2 separate regions of the Mus musculus genome follow, and region 1 is linked to region 2. Evidence: chromatin contacts called from public promoter capture Hi-C data. All regions are on one chromosome and are shown on one strand. Each heading gives the region's core, a stretch centred on a gene start, on an enhancer-like site or on the middle of the called end of the contact. The rest is flanking DNA. Distances are from core to core; before and after follow the strand shown. Region 1 overlaps Ttc34 (tetratricopeptide repeat domain 34). Region 2 overlaps Megf6 (multiple EGF-like-domains 6).

What was found. Promoter capture Hi-C pulls out the DNA fragments that hold promoters and counts their contacts.
Region 1: a contact with region 2 is called in a promoter capture Hi-C map of cranial neural crest. The contact joins two enhancer-like sites. A contact is called at or near these places in 2 of 39 promoter capture datasets (cranial neural crest and hippocampal neurons), 1 of 115 datasets of contacts at active chromatin or transcription factors (forebrain) and 1 of 9 other capture datasets (embryonic stem cells).

The regions. Positions count from the first base shown.
Region 1 is chr4:154,854,336-154,858,717 of GRCm38.p6, forward strand. Ttc34 (tetratricopeptide repeat domain 34) reads left to right here. Exons shown (of 9, transcript NM_172878.4): 3 at 1,304-2,108; 4 at 3,626-3,851. Among named protein-coding and RNA genes, the nearest start is that of Mmel1, 13 kb to the right of the region's middle. Within about 2 kb of position 1,971, at least 95 of the 459 cell types and tissues checked have an H3K27ac peak or open chromatin away from gene starts, as enhancers often do.
Region 2 is chr4:154,245,346-154,250,142 of GRCm38.p6, forward strand. It overlaps Megf6 (multiple EGF-like-domains 6), which reads left to right. Exons shown (of 37, transcript NM_001162977.1): 6 at 4,082-4,207. Among named protein-coding and RNA genes, the nearest start is that of Gm52687, 52 kb to the right of the region's middle. Within about 2 kb of position 3,231, at least 41 of the 459 cell types and tissues checked have an H3K27ac peak or open chromatin away from gene starts, as enhancers often do.

The DNA.
Region 1 (4,382 bases), core at 721-3,220, 610 kb after region 2:
CAGCTTCAGGAACTAAAAAGAGAATTTGCTTCTGAAGACAGAATTTGAAGTTTGAGTCTAGACAACGCTCACTTTGTAGACCAGGCTGGCCTCGAACTCATAAATCCGCCTGCCCCTGCCTCCCGAGTGCTGGGATTAAAGGCGTGCGCCACCGGTTACTATGATAAAGTTCAGCCCTCACCTGAAGCACAGAACTAAATCCAGAGTCTTTATGAAGCACCGCTCAAATGTCTGGGGTACAATATTATAAGTACCAGCTGGGATATATAACTCAGTGGCTAAGTGTTTGCCTAACATGTGCACAGAGCGGGGTTTGCTATCCAGCACCACCACCACCCCAAAATGGAAATTAGCTGAGAAGTAAAATAATAATGAAAAAAGTCAGCGTTGTAGAGGTTGGAGAAGAGCCAGCAAAATTTAAAATAAAATAGAGATTCTGTGATATGCAAAACTGAAGAAAAATGGCTACAGCCTTACTGGCTTGCGGGGACATTAAGAAATGTATTGTGTGGCTGTATTCTTGAACAGAGACATGGGTGTGACGTCAGCAGTTGCTGGGGGCCTCTGCTGCTTCCGGGGCAGACCTTTGGTTCACGTTTTGTGTCCACCCTTGGCTTCTGCCACCAGGACTGGGCAGGGAACACTGGTGGTGGTGGGTTTCTCAACCAGTCTGTGCAAACCGGTTACTTGTTGATGCGCTGGCCTCGGGGATGTGGCAGTGTGCTCCCCACACCCATCCTCAGACCCTGGGGAGTGTCCATAACTGTAACTCTCCACTTAACAATGTGGAGGGGGCAGACACCTAGTCCACCCACTCTTCGGGTAAGGACTTCAGATAACTGAAGCGCCTCCTTTCTGGACCCTCTAACTGTCTCTGTTTCCTACAGACAAGTGCTGAGTTCCAAGAAGGCAAAACAGCAAAAACGTCCAGGAATGGTGACCCTTAAAAGTCAGAGTCGGAACCCCAGCTTCACAGAATGGGCTGGGTGGGGCTACATCCCTGAAAAGGAAACTAAAGCCCATCACTAAAAGTCAGGGCAGAAAGGAATAGAAATAAACTTCCATTTGAGCTGAGAGGTGATGCCTACAAGAGTCACTCTGAGGGAGCAATGCTGGGTGGCACCGGGAGCTGCTGGCTGTGGTGCTGGCACAAGTCCTGTAGCATCACTCTCTGGGTGCCCATGGGCTCGGAGTCATCCTTGTGGTTCTCTGGAGCCCTGGATTCTAGCAGACTTTGGGGAGATGCCCTGAGCTGACATAGCGAGCTGTAGGAAGTCAGGCTCACACCTGTTTCTGTCCCTAGGTGAGCACCTGGCGGCCCTGCTGATCACCCGAGCGGCCGCCACCTTCTTCCAGGATGGACCAGCTGGGGACATGCTGCGGGACCTACAGGAGGCCTTCTGCGAGAGCCCCGCCGGCGCACGGAAGCAGTTCCAGGCCCTGCTGTCCGCGGAGGACCGCGAACGCCTGCAGGCACAGGCGCAGGAGGCCGCGGGCCTGGGCTTTGCCCGCTTCCTGGAGGCTGTGCGAAGCCGCGAGCTGCGCCGGGATGCGGACCGCGAGCTCTTGGTTCCCGTGACGCGCGCGCTCCGCGTCCTGCTTCGCGTGGCACCTGCCCGACGGCGACCAGCGCTGGGCATCCGCCTGGCCGAGTGCCTGCTGCTGGCCGGGGACGTGGCGGGGGCTCGCGCGCAGTGTGAGCGCCTCCTCCGTCCCAGGCGTCCGGGGGAGCGCGCGGGGGACCGCACCGGAGAGCACGCGCCGCTGCTAGCGCTGCGCGGCTTCTGCGCGCTGCACGCGGGCGATGCGCGGCGCGCGCGCGAGGACTTCCAGGCCGTGGTGGAGCGCGCGGCGCCACACGCGGGAGGCTGCGTGCGCGCGCTGTGCGGCCGAGGGCTGCTACGCGTGCTGGCGGGTAGCGCCTTCCTGGGCGCGCTGGACTATGTCACCGCCTGCCGGCTGCGACCAGAGGAGGCGCTGCTGATCGCCAAGGCCTACGTGCCCTGGAACCAGCGAGGGCTGCTGCTGACCGTGCTGCGGGAGGAGGGCCGCAAGATGCTGCTGCGCTCGCCGAGCTACGCGGGGAAGGCTGCGCAGGCGCAGGAGGGGTGAGAACCTGCGCCGCGCCGGAGGTGGGGAAGCTAGCAAGGAAAGTCTGATATTTGCGCTGGGATCCGCTAGATGGCTTCCCTATGCCAAGTTCGGGATCTGGATCCAGGGCTGAGATCTCAGGATCCCCGGTCTCAGAAAGTAGTGCCCTGCGGGCGTTCTCCGCTTAAAGTTAGGAACAAGCTGGAGGTGTTGGCTCACACCTGCAATACCAGCACTTGGGAGATTGGTACAGGAGGACAGCCTGAGCTCCACAGTGAATTGCAGGCCAACCTGGGCTACATACAGAGTGAGACTTTGTCTCAAAAACACAAAATGCAAACAAACCAGAAAGTCAAAATCGAAAGGGGCAGGGAGCAGGAGAAATGGCTTAACAGTTAAGCGTGAGTGCTGATAGCCTAGTTTCCAGCAGCCTGCCTTAGGTAGCTCACCTCAGCCTATAACTCCAGCTTCAGAGGAATTCCATGCCTCTGGCCTTCAAGGGCACTTGCCCTCATATACGTACATACTCACACATGCTCTCACACACAATGTTTAAAATAATTTTCTTGTTTTATTTTTTTAATTTTTTTATTTGCTGGACTGTATGTGTATCACGTGTGTGCAGTGCCAGCAAAAGCCAGAAGAGGGCGTCAGCTCTTGGGAATTACAATTGCGGTCACCAGGTGGATGCTGGGAATCGAACCCCAGTCTTCTGGGAAAGTGCTTTTAACCACTGAGGCGCCTCTCTGCCCTCTCCCCACCACTACCACACACACTTTTTCCTTTTTAAATGGAAAAAAACAAAATCCTTGAACATTAGTTCCCTGCCGTATATAGTTCTGGTTGTTTCTTTTTGTGCATAATGTCTCAAAATGCAGAGTTTTTGCTGAAGCTGAAGCTCGTCCCACCTGCAGTAGATAATGAGTTTTAAGTTTCTCTTTGTTGCTAAATGCATTTGTGACACCTTGTCTCCACAACTCTTTGTCTTAAAGGGGGGACAGGTGTAGCTCTGGCTCAGTGGGCAGCTCCAAGGAAGGGTCTTTGATTTCAATTGCTGCCTCCCCTCCCCTCCCAGACACACGTAACACACTGCTGCCTGGTGTGTGCACCTCCAGCTGCCTAGCCCTCCCCCACCACTGTCAGTCCACACCCCACACCTCCCCATGAGCTTCCTCTGCCCTGGTGTGAATTGCTATTATGTTTCTTTGTGATGAACCCAGCAAAGCTAAACCATGGATTCTTGTGTTTACAAAAAAAGGAAACCGAGGTGGAGTCTGCTGGGGTCCTCAGGCAGATTTGGTGCCTACTTCTGTGTAGTGTCTGCCCCACGGGATGGTAGGGGGAGCAGGGGGAGAGAGTGAAGGAACAGGTTAGGAACCTGGACAGAGGTGATGTGATGGTCCCTCTGCAGCTCAGTGGGAAAGGGGCTACCCAGACTATAGGCATGGATGGGAACAAGGTTCACCTGAGGCCTGGCCTCAGTGGAGGGGATGTAGAAAAAGGCCTGTCCCACACTGAGCCCCCCTCTTCATAGGGATGCCTATGGTGTTTACCAGCTGGCCACGCTGTTAATTGGGATGGATGCAGAGGACGAGACTTCCTGCCTCTTGGCGGCTGATGCCCTGTACCGCTTGGGCCGTCTGGATGATGCTCACAAATCCCTGCTGGTGGCTCTTTCCCAGAGGCCCCAGGCAGCCCCTGTGCTGGTGCGGCTGGCCCTACTTCAGCTGCGGAGGGGCTTCTGCTATGATGCCAACCAGGTGAGTTTGCCTAGGTGGACTGGTGCAGGGAGGAATGCACACAACATTGCAGGGGACACTATGTATCCTGTGGCCCCAGATACATGTGGCCTTGTGGAAAAGGTAGGACCCCCTTCACCACCTGTGTCCAGCCCTTGCCTCTCAGCTTCCTCATCTGTGCCTGCTTTTGTAAATTGTCTAGGGAATTGGCTGAGGTCCCTGGGACCTGGGAGGTTCCTGCTTACACTAGTTGCTTCTGATTTGCTTTGGCTGTGGTATAATGGAAAGTGCTTCATAGACTGAGTCCTTACTCAATCCTCCCAGATAAGCTGGACTTGAACATAACTTAGCCTGGGACAGAAGCATGGGTTTCACAAGACCCCTGACCCTGCTTGCCAGCCTCTGAGAACCCTCCCCTGGAATGGGGAGTTTAGAACCCGACTTAGGTGTAGTAGGGCTGTTTTCACTGAAGTCCTGTTTCTGGGGGATTTCGGGCCTCAAAGTCTGGGCTGAAGGACCAGCCAGCCTCTTTGTTCTGCTCTGCCCTAGCTG
Region 2 (4,797 bases), core at 1,981-4,480:
GGACTTTACAGGCTCCAGTCTGTCCCCAAGGCTCCGTCCTGGAGGAGAAACCTCAAGGAAAGCTGCTTGGGCCCCCGAGACTGCTGCTGGCAGTCTGCTTGGTCTGGGGCCAAAGCCACAGGCAGCTCAAACGTGCAGACTGCCAGGCTCTTTTGCAAAACCCATCCCCACGGAGCCGCCAATGCAGCTCTGCCCGTGTCTCCCAGTTCTTCCAAAACCTGGCAGGGGTTACAGTTGCACAAGGGGTCAGCTTCCCAGCCCTGAGAAGCCTGAGGAGGCCTGGCCTGAGGGAGAGGTGGGAAAAGAGAAAGCAGCTGCTGTGGTCAGTCCCTTCCTCTGTCTCATGATCCTACCCTGGCTCTTCGAAGGGCAGGGACTGCTTCCACTTGGCCTAGAGGAACAGGCTGAGGTGGAACAGGGGTGTCGAGGTTGAGCAGCCCATACTGGGTGCAGAACCCAGCAGGGGAGGTTAGGCAGCCACGGTGGGCATTCAGGAAAATGGCATGTCATGGGTGTGTGTGTGTGCATACTTGGTGACTGACGGTGGTGCTGGATTGAAGCGGGTAGGGGAGTTTTGGGAGGGACCCATTCCTCTGCCCTTGGGTCAAGTAGGCCCAACGTTGGTTTTGTGATTGAGTGCACCTGCTTATGGGTTCTATCTGCCATCTACGTAACCCACCAAGTATTTTGGTAAATGCTTTGGGGGGAGGAAGCTGGGAATTTCTTATGAGGCCTCTCACTGGATTGAGTGTGTTTCCCTGGAGGGGTGCAGCCAGAAGTTAAGCCTTGGCAGTAGAAAATTGCCCAGGGCTCCCTGGAAGGACAGGCTGCTCTGGCCACTGATGGAGCATAGAGGGAGCTCTCAGCACCTTATGGCCACATCAGTTGAGCCAGCCCCAACCCTCCAGGATGATCTGGAGGATGCAATAAAGAAGCTGATGAACTTGGCTTGGCTTGGCTTGGCTTGGCTGGCTGGAGGCAGACCTGGCTCTTCATGTGCAGCCAACTAAATGACCCTCGGGTGTTCCTGATGAAAGGCTCTCTGAGGCTTTGGCTCAAGACCCAAGGTTGAGCCTGGAGTACAGGTACTGCCTCCTGAGACTGGACAAGCGTCCTTTGTTGGGGCACCATACATCCAAGAGTGTTAACCAGGTTGGCGCAAGCAGCCCCCTGTCCTATAGGAAATGTATTTTCTATGAGATCCAGGCTCTTTCTCCACCAAACCAGGTCTTTCCTCCGAGCTCTGCACTTCACACCCTGTCCTGAGTAGTGCGACTCCTGCTGGCTGTGGGTGGAGTTGCAGCCCAGCTGTGGTGGAATTCCAACTGGTCAGTGGAGGCTGCCGGGACCAAACACCACGTGGGCTTAAGCCACAGGGCTTTATTTCGCTCATAGTTGCAAGTCCAAGAGCAAGGTGCCAGCCCTTCTGGTCCCTGGCGCGGTCAGAGCCCCATCTGTGGGACCACTTCCAACCTTAATTAAGGTATAAGACCCAGCTTCTGAACAATGTCATATCAGAGGGCTTCAGCCTATGACATGACGGGGCGGAGCGGGGGCGGGGTTGTGGAGGGGAAAGGGTGGGATGGGGCGGGGCGGGGCCTGAGTTGGGCGGGGCAGGGCGGGGGCGATTAGGGTGGAAGGCAGAGGTGGAGCAGGAACACACAGACATTAAGACTCTAATAAAGAATGTCACCCAACTGTAGTCATTTGTGTCTGATCGGGAAGTGGGCCGAGGCGGAATATTGGGTCCTGCAGGCTTGTATACAGACCACAGACTTCTGTGGGCTGAAAGGGGAATCGGGGCATATTGTGGAGACAGACCCATCCGGCCCTGTTGCCTGGAGTTCTCAACCCTCCTGCCTATATATCTCCAGTACTGTGCTTTTAGGTGTCTCACCGACCCTGGCTGAGGCATTTGCCTTATGAGTATGCATCTATATATACTTACTGCAGGGAGGCCAGTCCCTGACTTCGCTCCAAAGGTCACTCAGCCACTGACCTCTCCAAAGGTCTCTCAGCCCCTGGCTTCTGCTCCAAAGGTCTCTCGGCTTTGCTCATGTCTGACCTTGGGTCTGATTTCTAGCACCACAACCAGATGTGAGCCTCTGGCCCTGGTCTTGGCAGAAGCCCCGAGTGTGTGTCTTACAGCTGTGCCTCAGTAACTTGAGGAGCCTGGAGACACAGACCCTGGCCATTCCTGGAGCTGTGAAGCCCAGCGCAGAGAGGACAAAAATCTGCCTGGCTCAGCTTTCCCGGAATCCACAAAGGATGTGCTGGGTGATGCTGGCCTGGCTCCCTGGTGTGCACAGCTTGGGAGCATCTGGGCGGATGCAGTCCTGTGGAGTGAAGGGCTGGGGTGGTTCTGAGGGTGTGAAGCTGCACTGGCATCCCAAGTCTTTAGTGCCAGCCGTGGTGGACTCATTCCGCTGCTTTGGAGATGAAGTACCTTTCCCTCCTGGTGGATGGTGCTTCCTGCTGAGACGCTGAGACGTCATGCCCCTGTGCCTGCCCGGCCCTGCCAGAATGGGCTTCTGGTTCGTATTACGTGTCCCGAGTAGGGACGCAGTTGGTGTGGTGAGCATGAGTAAACAGAGCCCCCAGGAATGTGGGGCCAGCTGAGGCCACGTGCATGGGCGCCGGGACGCCTCAGGAGGGAGGGCTGGTGGCCGAACAGCTGGCTCAGGTGAGGTCAGCCAGGCCTGGGCTCAGCGTGGCTTATGTCCAGTGTAGGGGGTCAGAGCAGAGATGGGGAAGAGCACAGGTTAGCAAGCTTACCTCAGTTCTGTGGGAGATCGCTGTGGCTTCTCCCTTATATCGGGACCCCACGTGGCCAGGAGATCAGTCTCTGCCTCCCCGTGGCTGGCTTCGCCCCAGAGAAGGGGGCCTCCATGTGTTCCTCCGGCTGTGTGTCACGTGAGCGAGGAGAGAGCTGTTGTACAAGCAATGTGGCCTTTAAGCAGGCTTGCTTTGAAGGAAGGCCGGCCTTCTCAGATCCCCGAGGCATCTCACGAGGCCCACGCAGCTGCCAGCACCTGGGCCTTGCAGTGCTGACCCCAGCAGTGCCAGACCCCAATTCCTTAGGCAGTCATTAACCATATTTCCAAGCTAGGCCAAGGACCGAACTGCTTAAAGCTGACAGAGTTCCCACATTCTAGGCGGCATCTAGGGCTGAGCATTGCCACCCAAAGTGCTTTAGTGATGAGTCTCAGGTTTGCTGACACAGCTCTGGGCACAGGCCCGCAGGCAGGCAGACAGCCTCACCTCCCAGGCCATGGCTGCATTCTTGTGGCTTCCCCTCCAGAGCTTAGGGCTAACTTCCTCTAACCACAAGGCCATTGCCAGAGGCTCCGTTGTAACCAAATCCATACCAGGAGCTGGCTGCCACGGCTGGTGGAAACTCTATGTCCGTCCTCCACGCCTTGCCGGGCAGAGCATCTTCCCCTTCTCCACAGGCCAGCCGAGGTTATGAAGGATATCACCCAGAGAGCACACAGGCGCCTACCAGCCCAGCCCACCCCTCTAACCACGCCCTGCAGCAGAAGTCCAGTCAGGAGGGTCAGGGTGCTGCCCTCTGGGACATGGTCTCACTGAGGACCTATGGATGCTGGGAAGTCTGGATGCTTTGGTTGGGTGTGAGGTGTGGCCTGCCTGGCCTGTGAGGTGAAGTGGCGCCCATTTGTAGACGCTCCACAGCTGCCCTTCCTTTTGTCCTGGCCTGAGGACCAAGGGTTGATCTTGCTATGCCTCCTAGCCTGCTGTCAGGGAGTGAGCCAGCTGCTGCTTCTGGGGTTTCGTGTTTTGTGCTGGGGAAATGCTAGGCTTCCATCAAGTTAGGATGATCTGTCTTGTTTCCAGCCTCTAAGTGGGCTGGGTTTACAGGATTGGGGGAGGGGGGAGGGAGGGAGGGAGAGAGAGATCTATTGTACTGTGGACCCTGTAGGTGATTGGGGAATTAGGCTTGCTGGGAACTGAGAAGAAGGGGAGGCTGGTGAGGGTTCATGTGGGAATCCATCGTCATTGATCCTGCCAGTGTGGGGATGATCTGTGCTCTTGGCCTGATCTAAGCTCTTCATGTCCCCAGCCATCAGCTCCTGCACTCTGGGAAATGGTGGCTGCCAGCATCAGTGTGTACAGCTCACCGTGACACAGCACCGCTGCCAGTGCCGGCCCCAGTACCAGCTGCAGGAGGATGGCAGGCGCTGTGTCCGTAAGTATTGTTTGTGCAGCTGGGAGAACGAGGGGGTCCAGGATTCAGGGGAGAAGCTGATGTGAGGATGGATACCTGGTGGTAGGAGGGAGGTGAGGGCTGCTGTGGGCCTGAGCTGCAGGCATGGTGAGTGCTACCAGGTTTTGGGTCCTCCGAACAGGAAGTTCAGGATGCAGACAGCATTCTGGCTCTCTAGGTGTCTGTCTGGGGTGTGGGTGGAGGAGCCAGCCAGGCTCTGGGACTTTAGAATGCCTGCCTAGGAGAAAGACTTTGCTAAAGGAGTGTGTGGGTCAGGACCAGAGTCCCCTCCCCCACATCATGTGGAAGTGGGACAGAGCAGGTGCTGAGACTCCCCAGCACAGGAGGGAGGGAGTGTTAATATGAGGGGGCCGAGGCCAGCCATGTGGGTGGAATGGCATGGGGTCTCAGGACTGGGAGATCACAAAATTAGGGGGCACAGGGCTGAATAGGTTACAGAGCTGGGGTTGTTAGTAGTTCACGGGGTCACAGGAGTGCGAAGGTTACAGGATGGAGGGAATCACAGAGCTGGAGCCCTGGGGATGCAAAGGGGGAGAGTTTGACAGGGCTGA